4 separate regions of the Sus scrofa genome follow, and all the other regions are linked to region 1. A link is a contact called in public Hi-C and promoter capture Hi-C data. All regions are on one chromosome and are shown on one strand. Each heading gives the region's core, a stretch centred on a gene start, on an enhancer-like site or on the middle of the called end of the contact. The rest is flanking DNA. Distances are from core to core; before and after follow the strand shown.

The links. Promoter capture Hi-C pulls out the DNA fragments that hold promoters and counts their contacts. Hi-C and Micro-C count contacts between places; a contact is called where the count stands out from the background.
Region 2: a contact with region 1 is called in a Hi-C map of liver, with 3 times the contacts expected there. The contact joins the promoter of SON here to the promoter of PAXBP1 in region 1. A contact is called at or near these places in 2 of 5 promoter capture datasets (fetal liver and liver) and 2 of 47 Hi-C or Micro-C datasets (heart right ventricle and liver).
Region 3: a Hi-C map of liver shows a contact between it and region 1, with 7 times the contacts expected there. The contact joins the promoter of TMEM50B here to the promoter of PAXBP1 in region 1. A contact is called at or near these places in 1 of 5 promoter capture datasets (fetal liver) and 2 of 47 Hi-C or Micro-C datasets (liver and skeletal muscle).
Region 4: a promoter capture Hi-C map of liver shows a contact between it and region 1, with 4 times the contacts expected there. The contact joins the promoter of IFNAR1 here to the promoter of PAXBP1 in region 1. A contact is called at or near these places in 2 of 5 promoter capture datasets (fetal liver and liver), 1 of 47 Hi-C or Micro-C datasets (mesenteric adipose tissue) and 1 of 2 datasets of contacts at active chromatin or transcription factors (alveolar macrophages).

Annotation. Positions count from the first base shown.
Region 1 is chr13:196,369,344-196,373,000 of Sscrofa11.1, forward strand. It overlaps PAXBP1 (PAX3- and PAX7-binding protein 1), which reads right to left and starts at 1,915. Exons shown (of 18, transcript XM_003132753.5): 1 at 1,435-1,915. The coding sequence starts at 1,774. It overlaps LOC106505849 (a long non-coding RNA gene), which reads left to right and starts at 2,052. Exons shown (of 4, transcript XR_001300667.2): 1 at 2,052-2,303.
Region 2 is chr13:197,160,008-197,163,664 of Sscrofa11.1, forward strand. SON (protein SON) reads left to right here and starts at 2,068. Exons shown (of 12, transcript XM_005657147.3): 1 at 2,068-2,225. The coding sequence starts at 2,149.
Region 3 is chr13:197,091,725-197,095,381 of Sscrofa11.1, forward strand. It overlaps TMEM50B (transmembrane protein 50B), which reads right to left and starts at 1,584. Exons shown (of 7, transcript XM_021070935.1): 1 at 1,425-1,584.
Region 4 is chr13:196,924,108-196,927,764 of Sscrofa11.1, forward strand. It overlaps IFNAR1 (interferon (alpha, beta and omega) receptor 1), which reads left to right and starts at 1,771. Exons shown (of 11, transcript NM_213772.1): 1 at 1,771-1,837. The coding sequence starts at 1,771.

The sequences.
Region 1 (3,657 bases), core at 665-3,164:
TTCAGACAGTATCTTCCACTCTAACTTTCAAATTCGTCCAAATATATACACATACATTTCAAATTATGACATAATTTAAAGTTATTTCACGTGTCACAGGCTCTCAAAAACTGAGTCAACTTCATAAATTAGTCTGGAATAATGCCAATTTGAGACTTCTTGAAAAGCCATGATACTGCACACAATTTTCCTAGGTCCTATTGTCTTCCCTAAATCATATTTCAGCAAGGGGGGGAAAAAAAGTCACTGAAAAAGCACCTAACTACCAAATTATTAAGGTATCTGAAACAAAATATCCAAAATCAAAAGGTGCTAGTTAACACAGTTGGCAAGTCTGAGTAACTCTATATCAATCACAAACTGACATGTTGTTATTTCAATACTAAGCTGAGAAAGAATCACTTTTCAAAAACAAGTTTTGATGATGTGGCCATCATCTTTAATTTGAAAACGTTAAAGTCAAACAAAAATACTTTAGCAAATTGTTCCTGTATCACCAAAAACAAAAAAATGGCTGGACTCCTCTCCAAAAAAAAAAAAAAAATCACACAAAAGCCAAAGACAAACTGCCTATTACTAGAAACAAGAAAGCGTTCCTGCATCGAGATGTGAGATTTACAAGTCTTGATTTCGTTTTTTACAACATACACTTAATTGGGTTATATTACACACTCAACAATTTGGCAAGTGAAATGACTTACGGCTCATTTAGGATCAGAAATCTAAATCCACTGCAGCCTGGCCCCTCACACCGCCTCGCTTCATTGTCCAAGCGTCAATTTGAGGAAGCCTGCACGTTTGTAGCCCCATTCACTTTCATGGGTAAACTGAGGCTCGGCGATCGCCAGGGACTAGTTCAAGGTCACTCAGAACCAGTTCTTCAACCAGAGCTTCTGTTCCCAAATCTAGTACTCCTCTTTACACACCCTGCCTTCCTGAGCAAGGATGCCTGACAAGGACCAGGAGACCAAGAGACCTACCTACTGGGTACAGTGACCTGGGTCACTACTGGGTACAGTGCATATACCACTGGGTACACTGACCTGCAGAGGGCTCAGAGAACGTGCCAAGAGCAGTCAGGGGATACGACTCGAGTTCTCCCTAAAACACACCTGCCAGGAAGAGGCAGAGTAGGGAACACGGAATTTTTTCTTGAAAAACTCTAAATGACTAATCTGAGATCCGGCCCCTCGGAGTAGAAAATGTTCGAGACGACGAAAAGGAGGCGGTAGTTAAGAAAAGGTTGGTGGCGGCGCAGGAACGCATCCCCTGCCAAAGCAGAAGGCCGGAGGCGGGGAAAACGTACAGCAGATCCGGCGGGAAAGGGCTCCTTTCTCGGGGGCTGAGGCTGAGCGTCAGGGGAATGCGGAGACCCGCGGTCGGGGCCGGGGAAACGGATGTCGGGGTCTGGGGGCGCTGAAGCGCGGCAGTTACCTTCGTCCTCGTCCTGGAAGCTGAGCAGGCTGGCCCGGGGCACCTCTTTGTTCTCGCGCGGCCTCTTGCGCGGCTTCAGCCCGTTGCCGGGCTCCGCGCCGCCCGGGAAGCAACCCCCGGCCTCGGTTCCGGGGCCAGGAGCCAGCGCGGAGGGTGGCGGCGGCAGCCCCGGGCCCAGCAGTGACTCCCCCCCGGGGGCCCTGTCGCCGGGGCCCGGCTCTTCGCCGGTGCCCGGCGGCGGCAGCAACGGTGGAGGCTCCTGCTCTTCATCACGCTCTCGCTCCTCCTCCTCCGAGTCATTCCGCTTGCGCACGTTCACTCGCCGGGCCTTTCGGAACATGCCTGCGGCCCGCACCGCGGTCGTATGCCCACTCCTACACGGCAGCCCCGGCAGCGCCGAGCTCGCGACAGCGCGCACGCGCGCTCTCCCGAGCTCCAGCCAGGTCCAGTCTTTGCCCCAGCTACCGCGCACCACCGAACCCGCATGCGCTCCGCTCTCACTACGTGGAGAGAACACCGCCCCTCTCGCGAGAACGTCAGCTTTTTGCACTGCCCTCTGTCGGCCTGGAGGACTATTGGCAGGCAACTCTGGGACTCTAGTGCTCTCCGACGGGTCACAAAGAGGATCATAGAGACGAAAAGAAAGAGTAAACCCGGCGTCCCTCAGCCCAAGGTGCTGCAGTGCGTCTTCCGCACTTACGCAGACTAGTCACGCGAGGAAACTCCCGCCAAGCGCTGAGAGAGGCAAATACAAGGGGGAGGGGGCGGGAGGCGGAGCGAGAGGAGGAGCGGGAGGAGGAGCCCGAAGGTGAAGCCTTTGGTGAGGGTGCGTGGAGCCCAGAGGGTGTGCTGAACTGAGGTGTTGTATGGTAATTATTACTAACTCTGTTGAGTAACACTTAGTATTTCTGCAGCTTAATGGCTACAGAGAACTTTCAAAAACAGTGAATTTCATTTATGATCAGATATTACCTGGCCTGATGTTTTTAGCCCCCCTCCCTCTAATACAACGAAAGCAAAAGTGTTTTGGTGTTTTCCAAAGAATGCCAGGTTTGCTAGGAGTTCTGACACATGGCTGATTTCAGAAACGGAAGGAAAAATCGACTTGAGGACTGGGGATGGTTGTGACACATTTCAGCCTTGTGCCACAGAGGTTAACAAACTTAACTGGCAACGGTGGATCCGGGTGTTTGAAGTTGAACTCGCAAGCTTACTCATTGTATTAGCAAACACAGGGCCTTTTCCTTCACTCATGTGTGTAAGTGCGAATTTGTTGTCATGTCTCAAAATTTAAAAGGTAACAAAGGACATTCATATAGTGAAACAAACAAACAAACCATCCATCCCTAGAAGCCCTGAAGGTTGCAGGCAATGTTAAAAGTTTCTCACGATCCTGCAGAGACAGCCTATGAATGTAGAAGCAAAGATGTATATTTTTGTGAATTACCTTTTTCCCACAGTGTGCAAACAGTGCATTTTAGTCTAATTGAAGATCAGTTATATTTGTATGTAAAATGGTGTCTCTTCTTTTACCCAGCTGCATAGTGATCCATTGTTTGAAAGTACCATAATTTATTTAGCCAGTTGCATAAAAAAATTGGTATTAAAGGAGTTCCCTGGTGGCCTAGCAGTTAAGGATCCAGCATGGTCACTGCTGTGGCTGGGGTTCCATCCCTGGCCTGGGAACTTCCACATGCTGTAGGCGTGAGAGGGGTGGGGGAAAGGCATGAAATTTATTTCCAGTCTTGCTATAATTATCAATGCCACAACGAAAAGCTTCAAAAAATGATCACTAGTAGCATGAACTAGATCTCAAGGTATGCAGTTGTAATTTTGCTAATTCTAAGTTGCTGTTTTTAACAGCTGTGCCAATTTGTATTCCTACCCGAGTGCCTATTCACCTACATCATCCTGTCAAAATGTCACTTGAGATTTAAGTTCCAAGTTTGAAGCAAAAGATCCCAAACTCAAGACTTTCTGTGTCATACTCACCTGCCTCTTTTCTCTGGTTTTCCCTGATTGGGTTTGAGATCTGCCCACCCATGACTCACTTTTGGAAACTGGAAGAATGGTCTAGGCCTAGAGTAGCCTCTGTAACATTTTCTCCCAGTTAATAGGCAAAGTTAATAACATCTGGCTTTCATTCTCCTCATATTACTCCAAGTTCTAATATTCTGGCTGTTCAGCATTGATTTAAGTTCTGATTCGAATGGCGTGTTCCAT
Region 2 (3,657 bases), core at 818-3,317, 790 kb after region 1:
TCACTTTGCTGTACACTTGAAACTAACACAACGTTGTAAATTAACTATACTCCAATAAAAGATATTAAACAATCAAAAATTAAATTAAAAAATAAGAATGTCTTATGAAGCCAAGCAAGGATTCACGACTATTTATAAACGATTAACATTCCTTACACTCAACAGAAGTAAATGCTAACCTGCTGTATTTTACTTATTCTTTTGCCTAAATTGATGCTTAAAGGATAGAAAGTTCTAACAAGGAAATAAAAACCACCAAAGCAATGAATAATGTTACTTTTATTTACTAACTTTCAAAAGACATTTAATTATACAGAAGGCAAACTGAATCAATTAGGGTAAGGAACTTGCTGGAGGTCATACCGAAAAGAGGGGGGTGAAGCCTGGATTCCAATGGAACTAATTTTGCTTCAGATAATATATGAGGAAGAAAAATTAATTATATTTCGGAGAAGAAAACACTATTTTAACTTAATGGAGAACAAACTTGCCATGTATATTGAGATATATTAAATGAACATATCTTTAAATTTAGAGAAAACATTTTAGTTTGAATAACAAGAGCAGTGAAGGGAAATTATCCTGATCGCTGTAATTGACTGCTGAAATAGGATTAGGACTCGGCCTGAGGGAATCTATACCCAGAGTGGCTAGGAGGTCTCCAGAGTACCTAGGTTTGAGTTAAAAACGAATTAGCTGGGATACCTTCCTGGGCCTCAGTTATCTAAATGGGTACCATAACGAGAATCAGAGAGCCAGGAAAAGCCACTTCCAAGTACCTGGTGAATAAAATAAAGTAAAAATCAACTACAAAATTGGATTAAATAATCTGCTAAAGACAAAAAGGGTGCACGACGAGAAAATATGCAATTTAAGTGCCTGACCTAAAAAAACGCACAAAGACAAAAAAAAGGCCCTGACATCTTAGAAAGCAGGGAAAGTGACAGATCCAATGTAAACCTCAGCTGAAAGTGAATGGCACATGGTCAACCTTCACTCACAGCATTTAAAACCTAGATGAAAATTCCGAGAACCAAACCAGTTCCTACAGTTTCATACCGTTCCTAATACTAAATTCCCCAACCAAAGCAAAAGTGTACATTACCAAAAAGTGGCGAAACTTACCCGCAGACACCCAGCCGTCCTCGGGGATGGCACCAGGGGCTCGCCGCGCGCCGGAAGTCGGCCGAGGGGGATCCGGCGGTCACGCCCCCGCCCCGCCCCCGGCGGGCTTCGCTTCCCCATTGGCCCGCGCGGCCAGTGGTCCCTGCCTCGAGGTAATCGAGAGTGGTCCCCTCCCGCTCTCGGGCGCGGCCTGATCCCGCTCCAGAGCCGGGCTACCAAGCCCCAGCACGTTTACAGGGTAACCCTGTAGTGTCGGGTGCCACGTATCGTCTCTGTTCCGCCCAGTGCCTCCTGAGCTCTGAGGAGGGGGGCGCCGTGATGCTAAAGCCATGCTCAGTTAATTGTGTGTTGCTCACGAGTCAGCTACCTTGGAAAAGTCTCGTGACACGCCTGGCTCCTGACGAGCCCGGGTTTGAATGCAGGTCGCTCACGACCTCTGCCCTAATGCTAAAATTTAAAAAGATGAGGCCCATTATAGGATACCACAGAAGAGAGATGGGGGTAAAAACGTGTTCTTCATATGGAGGCAGACGCTGATTAATGGTCTCCCGGAATGGCTCGTCTTGCCGAAACTCGGTGCCATCCAGGAATGTTGGAAGCCCCGGTCAAAACACCATATTGCCCCCCTTGCACTCTTTCCTTAGGGAATTTAACACTGGGCGTTTAGTGACTAAAATAAGCCTCTTAAGCCCCCAAACACTATTGGACCCTGAGAACTTTAGCTGACAGAGTCGCCTCCACAGAGACTTCTCCTGTAATGGCGCCTGCGTCAGTCACTAACATGGCGGACATAGCCGTGCGCGGCGCAAACGTCAGCAGCTCTACCCCAGACGCTCAGAAACAGCAGAGGAGAGAGTGGCCGTGGCCACTGATTGGTTTAGGGGCGGAGCGTGCCAGTCCGGGCGCTCCCGCAGAAACCAATCAGGACGCCGAGAGACGGAATTGGCCGCTGCGCCTCCTCCCGAGGCATGCTGGGAGCCTGGAGGACTAGCGAGGAGGAGTTGAGAGAACGGAGCGGACGCCATGGCGACCAACATCGAGCAGATTTTTAGGTCTTTCGTGGTCAGTAAATTCCGGGAAATTCAACAGGAACTTTCAAGGTAAACGCTTCCCAGACTCTTTTGCTCCCAAGGGACCTATGGGGCCCCACGTAGCCTTCCATGGCACCTTTCTTCGGAGACGCTGTCGTTGCTCGTCTCAGGCCCCGCTACAGCCCCGCCTGGGCCTGGGATCCATTTTCCGCCCCCCCCCCCATCCGCTCCCTCCCTTCCCAGCGAGTAACTTGGGCCTTTGCGAGGTAATCCCAGGCTCCTTCTCCTAGAACCGAGTTAAGATGCTCACTCTTCTCTCCCGTTTGGTCATTTCCTACTGTTTAGCTAGTGCAGGCCTAGTTGTCCACCAGGGACGGGCCTAGTTCCTTCCTCAGCTCCTCCTCCGCCGCCGCCGCGCCTCCCCTCCCCCTCTCCGCCTCCGCGGATTTCGCCGGCCGGTGTCTTTGACCGGAAAGGGTCTCTAACGGCCGTTTCTTGGGTAATCTTAAATCCGCTTTATTTTTGCAAGCTTCAGACCATTTGGGGGTCGGGATCCTTTAATTAGATTATTTGTGTCCTAGAGTCCTGTGGTTTCCACCAGGCATCATTCTAATATTCTAATAGGTTAGAAATTTGAATTAAAATAGCTCAAATTAATGTTAGTTACTTTGACAGAGGGTTCGGGGTGACGAAGAAAGAGGATTTTGAATTACTAGTAATTTTTTAATTTAGCAAGCGCAAAGTGGACTTTGTGAGTAGGTCTAAATTTTTTTGCTACCCCTGCCCTAGTTGACCTATTTGACCAACAAGCTCCTTTTGTCATTGCTACGTAGTTTACCCTTGGTTCTACAAAATTTGAACAAGATTTCTGAAGAAAGAGTTGTTTACACAGGAAAATCGCCTGGGTTCTGTTATTCAGTGGTTGTATTTATGCTTTGTGTAACATACATATTTGTTCCGAGTTCATATGTATTTATAGTTGATTTTAAAGTTAAGAGCAAGAGCCAGACGTAAGTGGATTTTAGAATCAGTCGAAGACGAAATTGTAAATAGCGCTCAGTTAACAGGGTTATTGGGGCACTGATACGTTGTAGTGCTAGAATATTTTTTTTTTTTTTTTGCGGGATATATTGTTGTTTAAGTGGGACATATATCCGCTCATTTAATTGCTTTTAAATATTTTATTAATGTGGTTATTTTTAGGATGATAAACGATTTGAACTAAGGTGATACGATTTTTTAATAGTTGGATGCAATAAGTAGTTATGGTGGCTAATTGTCCTGTCCTGTTTCTATACCTTTTAAAAGTCAGTTTTGTATTAGTTTTGTTGTAGTAAAGGAGAGAAAATTTAAAGAACACGTATTATTGATCTTTATGTTTTTCAAGTGTACCGAATATCGTGTTTTGTGAAATGTGATCATCTTTTTTTTTTTTTTTGGCCTATATATTGTGAACCAGTTTGTCTTTTATCACAGTCTCAGTAGTCTGGAACATTTTTCA
Region 3 (3,657 bases), core at 334-2,833, 720 kb after region 1:
ACTTTTTTCTTGATACTCTTCTGCGCACTCTGAATTTTTTACTTGATGTTCCTCTGTAATATTTTTAAAATGTTTACAACCTGAATATATTGTAATCACTTAAAAGGAGCCGATAAGGATAAAATAATAAGATAAATTCTTTACCTTAGACTCCAGAAAATGAATTCGGAAATAATCAGCCAGTTAAGGCTGCTGTGATCCTAGCGGGCAGAGAAGGATGGGGGGTGGGGAGGGCGTGTCTCCGGAAGAGAAACACGACATCCTTCCCCGGCTCTCATTACACCAGCTTTTTCCTGCCGCATCATTATTCAAGAGAACGTCTTGTTTTCATTTTAAGAACGAGGAGGCCTGCCACACTATTACCGGTAAAAAATGCCTAACGTCTGTTCTACGTCTGAACAGTATGACAGAAGAGAAGACAACTGACCCTGACCGAAGATGATGTAAAAGAAGCGTGACAAGCCTGGGAGTAGGAGGCTTGGGAAATGTTAAGAAAGGGGATTTATATAAAGTGCAAGTCGGTGAAGAGTTGGCGCGAAGAGGTGGGACACTCCGAAAAGAGAAATTAATGTCTTTGAGAGGTATAACGCTGGTTACACATTCACTCCAATCGGAGCTTGACTCTCCCCAACACACACACACACACACACACACACACACACACGCATGCACAGCGCTAGCAGCAGGGAGCGAGCGAGGACAATCTCATTACTGCTTTGGCTTTAAAAGGTTATATATTTACCTTTCCGATTAAGCACCTTCCAGTGATGAACTCGGAAGCCAATTTATTGGTTAAAAACCAAGCGTCTTCCCCAGCACAACTACCATTGCTACCTGGGCTACGCTCCTCATCTAAAAGGACACTCAACACTTTATGATTAATCCTGGAAAGAATGTTGACCCTCCTCTATTCCCTCTTTCCACCTCTGTCCCTACTCTCCTAAGGAGCGAGTCGGAAAAGTCCACCAAACACTTAACAACATCGCCAGCAGAGGCTGAGACCAAACGGGAGGGGTGAGCAAGTCCTCGAAAGGCCCCCAGACGCCGAGTGCGGGCCGCACGTCTCTCCCCTGCGCCGGGCACCGCGGTGAAGCTGACAGGTTCGGGATGGAAACCTGTGCAGATCCTCCAGGGAAGCAAGTCGACGGCGAGATAACGCGGCGTAGCTGCCTGCCCCGGCCGAACGCGCTCCCCGGGCGCCCAAGAAGACATGGGCTGGTGAGCAGGGAGCGGCGGAGGCCCCCGCCCCGCAGGCCGCCCGTATGCTCCGCGAACCCGCTCCGCCCCGCGACGCCGCGCACCGCGCACGGGAAAGGCCGGGCGCTGTCGTCCCTCGCAGGCCGGGCCGGCTGAGGACGCCTCTCCAAGAGCAGGCGGTGGGCGCTAGCCCCCAGCACGCCCCGAAACTGACTGCCCGCACTCACCCGGCTTCCCCCACGCCCACGCCAACGCGAGGCGCGCGCGCAGAGGAGGAAGCTGCCGTGCAGCTGTCTAGCCCGCGTCCTCCGCTCCACTTCAGCCCCCGGGAGCCGGGAGCGGGCGGCGGGCGTGAGGCGAGGGCGCCGGTGGGGCGGGGCGCGGCGCCGTGCGCAGGGAAGCAACCAATCGGCGTGCAGCAAGTGGCCGGCCGGAGGCGGGGCAAGGATCTAGGGGCGGGGCGAGGCAGCCAAGGGGCGGGGTGAGGGCGGTCGTTCTGCGGCCCCCTGGGAGCTGCTGGCTGGACTCTGCGCCTTGTGATTCGCGGCAGCGCTGACCTGACCCCTCTGTTGTTTTCTGGGCGGCATCAGTGCTGCGTTTCCGCTCAAGGACTTCAAGTGCAGCATCGGTGAAATCACACGTGTGGGAGGAGCCCAAGACCTAGAGAGCGGAGGTTGTCTTTGCCCCTGGGTTAAGCGGCTTTGACCGAGAGCAGCCCAGGGTAGGGCGTGTACTCCAGGAGGTTCTCAGAAACGGGGGGTCTCTAGAAGTGACCTTTTCCAATCCCTAACGCTCAGAAATGGAGGCCTAGAAAGGTGAGATTTCTGGTCCAAGGCTACCAACTAGTACAGCAACCCGAAGTTACCGGTACAGTACAACTACGCCTTTTATTTTTTGCTTTTTTTTTTTTTTTTTTTTTTTTTTTGGTTTTTCTATTTTCTTACTAGGGCCGCACCCATGGCTTATGGATGTTCCTGGTCCCCAGCCACAGCAACACGAGATCCGAGCTGCATCTGTGACCTACCCACAGCTTGCAGCCAAGCCAGATCCTTAACACGCTGAGCGGATCAAACCCGCGTCCTCATGGACACTAGTTGGATTCTTAACCCGCTGAGCCACAACGGGGAATTCCCTACAACTAACTAGTCTTAATTCTGTTCTTATGTTTTCCTGGCTATCTACCAGATTTTTGCTTTCTCGTGGTCCAGTATCTTCCTACTGTCTCCTTTAAAGAGGATACATCTTGAATTTTCAGTGTAACTTCAATAGCCTTTGAAAGCCTGGTCTGAATTTCCTACAGAATATAAAGTGTAATTAGTTATTTGGGGAAAAGACATTGTGTAAAAGTCCAGGTATTTTCAATGGGATTCTAAAAATGTTTTCCCCTGAAATATAATGAAATAAAAGGTTTTGTGTTCCAAGTTGTCACAAAATGCCACTCTCTTATATTCCTGTTACTCCTATAAATCTTATACATGTAAGAGAAACAACCTCTGCTTTTTATTTTTCCACTATCTCTCAGTTCTCATTTTCATGGATGTTATTTTTCTATCTTTTATATTCTGTCATTTGGCAAATAATACATTTGTAGTTATATTACCCATCATCCTGACACATATGCTAGGATCTAGATGCTCAGTAATTATTTGTTAAATAAATTACTTTTGAAACATTTGCAACCTTAAAACTAGTTAGATTACTGATCTATAAAAGTTGACTTTTTAAAATCTTACTTTTTGGGGGCAGTTCCCATTGTGGCTCAGCAGGTTAAGAACCCAACATAGTGTCTGTGAGGATGTGGGTTCAATCCCTGGCCTCGCGTGGTGGGTTAGGGATCCAGCCATGCCACAGCTGCAGCTCCAATTTGACCCCTAGCCCTGGAACTTCCATATGCTGCAGGTGCAACTGTAAAAAGAAAAATATAAATAAATAAATAAAATATTACTTCTTTTTTGAGTGTTATATTAGAATGAGGTTGGCTGCAAGAAGCAGGGGGAAACAACTACAAAATAACAGTGGCTTAAACAGAAAGCCACTGGTATCTCCCTCATGTGTATAAGTCCAAAGTTAGTCTGGAGCTGTCCAGTGTCACTTCGCAGGGACAGATCCAGCCTCCTTGTTGCAGCTAAGAGAGTCACACATGTATTTATTTATGCATTTGGAAGATAGCCTCTGTACCCAGTGTTACCTCCTGGTCCAAGGGAGCTGCTGGAGCTCTAGCCATTATGCCTGCATTCCAACCAGCAGATGAGAGGACAAAGGGAATACCCTCTCTAAGAACTTTTCCCGGGAGTTCCTGTTGTGACACAGTGGAAACGAATCCAACTAGTATCCTTGAGGATGCAGATTAAATCCCTGGCATCTCAATCAGTGGGTTAAGGATCCATCGTTGATGTAAGCTGTGGTATAGGTCATAGAGGCAGCTCAGATCCCGTGTTGCTGTGGCTATGGTGTAGGCCT
Region 4 (3,657 bases), core at 521-3,020, 550 kb after region 1:
CCTCTGACCACACTGTCCATCCCCGACAGGGTGTGCCACTCCCCGGCTGCTGGAGCTGGTCTCTGGCAGTTGGCCAATGGGGACCTTCTGTGATCATCTATGTGGGAAACGAATCTGAAAGAGAATGGATGGATGTACACGTACACCTGAATCACTTTGATGTACAGCAGACATTCATTATCACAACATTGTAAATCAACTGTACTTCAACAAAAAATTTAAAAAAGAGTCGTGGTAAAGGCTTTAAATGAGTATGATTAATAAGTGCAACCAGGAACTTCCTTCTTCCCTTTAGATCCCCAGATTCTCCGGGGGTATTTTTCCATCTATGCTGTTATTAAAGCAAAACACTAACAAACTGAGAATCAAACCTGAAAATTGATGAGTCACAAAATAATAATCCAATGTTTTTAAAAATGAGGCCCCAAAACTGGATAAATTTACTAAAGTCATTGTTCACTTAAAATGGATGAATTTCACAGTATGTAAATTATACCTCAAAGTTTTTATAAGGCAATATTCAAGCCCATAGTTCTCTACAAATACTCATTTAACCTTACAATTTATAATTAAATTGTTTAGTTGTAATTAACAGCTAAGCATTTGCTTATTTCATCTTTCACCCTTTATATTTTCCCTTTTGAGTATTTTTAATTTTTTAAACAGTTTATTTATTTATATTTGCTTTTTATTTTTAGGGCCCCACCCACGGCTTATGGAGGTTCCCAAGCTGGGGGTCGAATGGGAGCCGCAGCTGCCGGCCTAGCCACAGCCACAGCAACGCCAGATCCAAGCAGTGTCTGTGACCTACACCACAGCTCACGGCAATGTCAGACCCTTAACCCCCTGAGCGAGGCCAAGGATTAAACCCGCAACCTCATGGTTCCTAGTCGGATTCGTTTTTGCTGCGCCAGGCCGGGAACTCCCTTTTTGCGAATTTTTATAAGATACATAATTGATTATTAAGGTGCTTAAATAACCGTTTGAATGATGGACTCAAACCTTTTACTGATAAGGGCAGAAGATCAAAAGAGCTTGGAGAGCGTTGTTCTGGACACCACCCCCAAAGCCCAGAAGCCGTCACCATCTTCTCAAAGAGGCCCTTGCGCCCCAGGCCAAGATCAACGCGTCTCGGCTTCACTCGGAGGCGCCTGCACTTTGCTCACAGCGCTCAGAACAAAGGAAATGGCCTGGCCCGCTCGGAAACTCTCCCCACTGCTTCCTCCCTTAGGACCAAATCCGCCCCAACACCGCTTTGCCAGACTCCGGAGTCCGAGACCGGGCACAGTAGGGTGCGAGCAGAGAGCGCAGAGGTTGCCCGCCGGCTGCAATTAGCGAGGGGGTTGGGAGGAAACACCCGCCTCGAAATTTGCGCAGGCGCACTGGCGAATCTCCGCGTTCCTGCCAGGGTCAAGCCCTCGAGTTACGCGCAGTCTTCCCGGAAAGCGAGGGTGGACAGCAAGTGAGCTGTCACTTTCCGGAAAGGGGGCGGGGGGCAGGCGGTGGAGTCTGGGCGGCCCCTGCCGTCCCACGCGCGTGCGCGGACGGTGGCACGCGCAGAAGGCACGGCGCGTGCGCGGGAGTCGATGGCGGGGGGTGATGAGCGTGGGGCGGGGCGACTGTGGAGGGGCGGGGCGCGAGCGGCGCGAGGGGACAGGGCCGCACGGGTCCCAGGTCCGGGGGTGGCCTGTGCACCCAAGTTTCCCTTGCGCCGCGCTTCCTGATGTGGCCGAAGACGTGATTGGAAGGGCCGGCGGCCGCCCGCGGACGATGCTCGGGTTTCTGGGTGCGACGACCCTGATGCTGGTCGCTGGGGCTCCGTGGGTGTTGCCCGCAGGTGAGAATTAGGGGTCCCGGCGCAGGTGGGGGGCAGGGCGCGAGGCTGGATGGCGGCGGCATGGGAGACCTCGGCCAGGGGAAGTGGGTGGGAGAGACAGACATCCCCTCTGGGAGGCCTCTAGTTTCAGGGCTCACATTTCGACAAAGAAGTGACGTCAGAGATCTTTCCACACCGCTCCTTTGGGGGCGTCCTCCTTGCCATCACTTCTGCCCTGTGCCTGCTCCTTGGATTCCCACCCCCGCAGGGTTGGGTGTGCCTGATCCTTGGGGTGAAGTCTCTTTCTTTCCGAAAAATCCGGTAGCTCGACTGGACCGTTAAATAATAATAAAGGCTTTAGCCATGAGCTATGCTGCCGATCTTGAAACGCGTTTCCTCCACTTAGTAAATAGTTAATTGGTCCTACGTGGGAGGATTTCTCTGCCCTCAGGGTTCGTACAGTCTAATAAAAAAGTAATAATAAAAGAAAAAGTACACAGCCAAAATGCAAAGGCTGGGAGTCACCAGGCTCGTTTGCTGTCTTTCTTGGCTTAGCTGGGTTGGGTGGGGGAATGCAGCTGTGATAAGGTTGACTTTGTAGGAGGAGGAGGACCCACACACAAACAGGGCCTGGCAAACGAGAGCAGGAGTCCAGGGGTTGGTGAGGCCACCTGGAGGACTTGAAAATACTTAACTGCTTAGAAAACCAGACCCTGATTTTCTGGGGTACATGGTATCCGATCTTGTCCTAAAAAATAAAACGGGCAGTTATTTTACCATCACAATGAGTTTCTTCCAGAATAAGCAGAGGAATGGCAGTTTGGGACAAGCAAGCTATAGCAAAAATCATACGCAATTCCAACAACCAAAAAAAAGAAGAATGTTACTTTACAGAGAAAAAGGAGGAAGTCCAGTGGGGTTGTTTTGAGCAAAGTTCATTGGATGAAAGCAAGGGTTGAGGAGAGTTTGGCGTTTCCCGTTGGCCGGGCTTGTTAGGGAGAGGACAGTTCCTCCTGCCGAGGGATGTAATTGACATTGATTGACGTTATGGCTGGCTGCTGTAGTTGATGGTGAGGGCAAGTGCCTGAAGACTCCCAGGTTCTGGCCTTCTGACTTCATTTTAAATGAGGTTACCTGGAGTTCCCTTGTGGCTCAGCAGTTGTGAACGCAGCTAGTATCCAAGAGGATGCGGGTGTGATCCCTAGCCTTGTCCAGTGGGTTAAGGATCCGGCATTGCCATGAGCTGTGGTGTGGGTTGCAGATGTGGCTCGGATCTGGCATTGCTGTGGCTCTGGTATAGGCCAGCAGCTGCAGCACCAGTTTGACCCCTAGCCTGGGAACTTCCATATGCCGCAGGTGTGGCCCTCAAATAACAGTAAATAAATAAATAAATAAGGTTTCCTTTATTCTCTTTCATAAACTCTTCCACAAATACAGCATATAGTATAGTATATGGGTACTAGGGTCTTGGTATAACCCCTGGTAATTTCTTCAGAGTCTTTTGTTCATGAAGATTTTGCATGGAACTCACGTTTGCCTTTGTATTAAAAAGAATTTCCCAGAGTTCCTGTCATGGCTCAGCGGAAACGAGTCAGACTAGCACCCAGGAGGAGGACACAGGTTCGATCCCTGACCTTGCTCAGGGGCTTGGAGATCTGGCATGGTCGTGAGCTGTGACGTAGGCTGGCAGCTACAGCTCTGATTCGACCCTTGGCCTGGGAACCTCCATATGTGCAAGTGCGGCCCTAAAAAGACAAACGACAAAAAAAAAAAAAAAAAAAAAATTTCCCCAGAATTTTCCTGTAAAATTTACATTCCAGGAGGACATTCATTAAGATCAT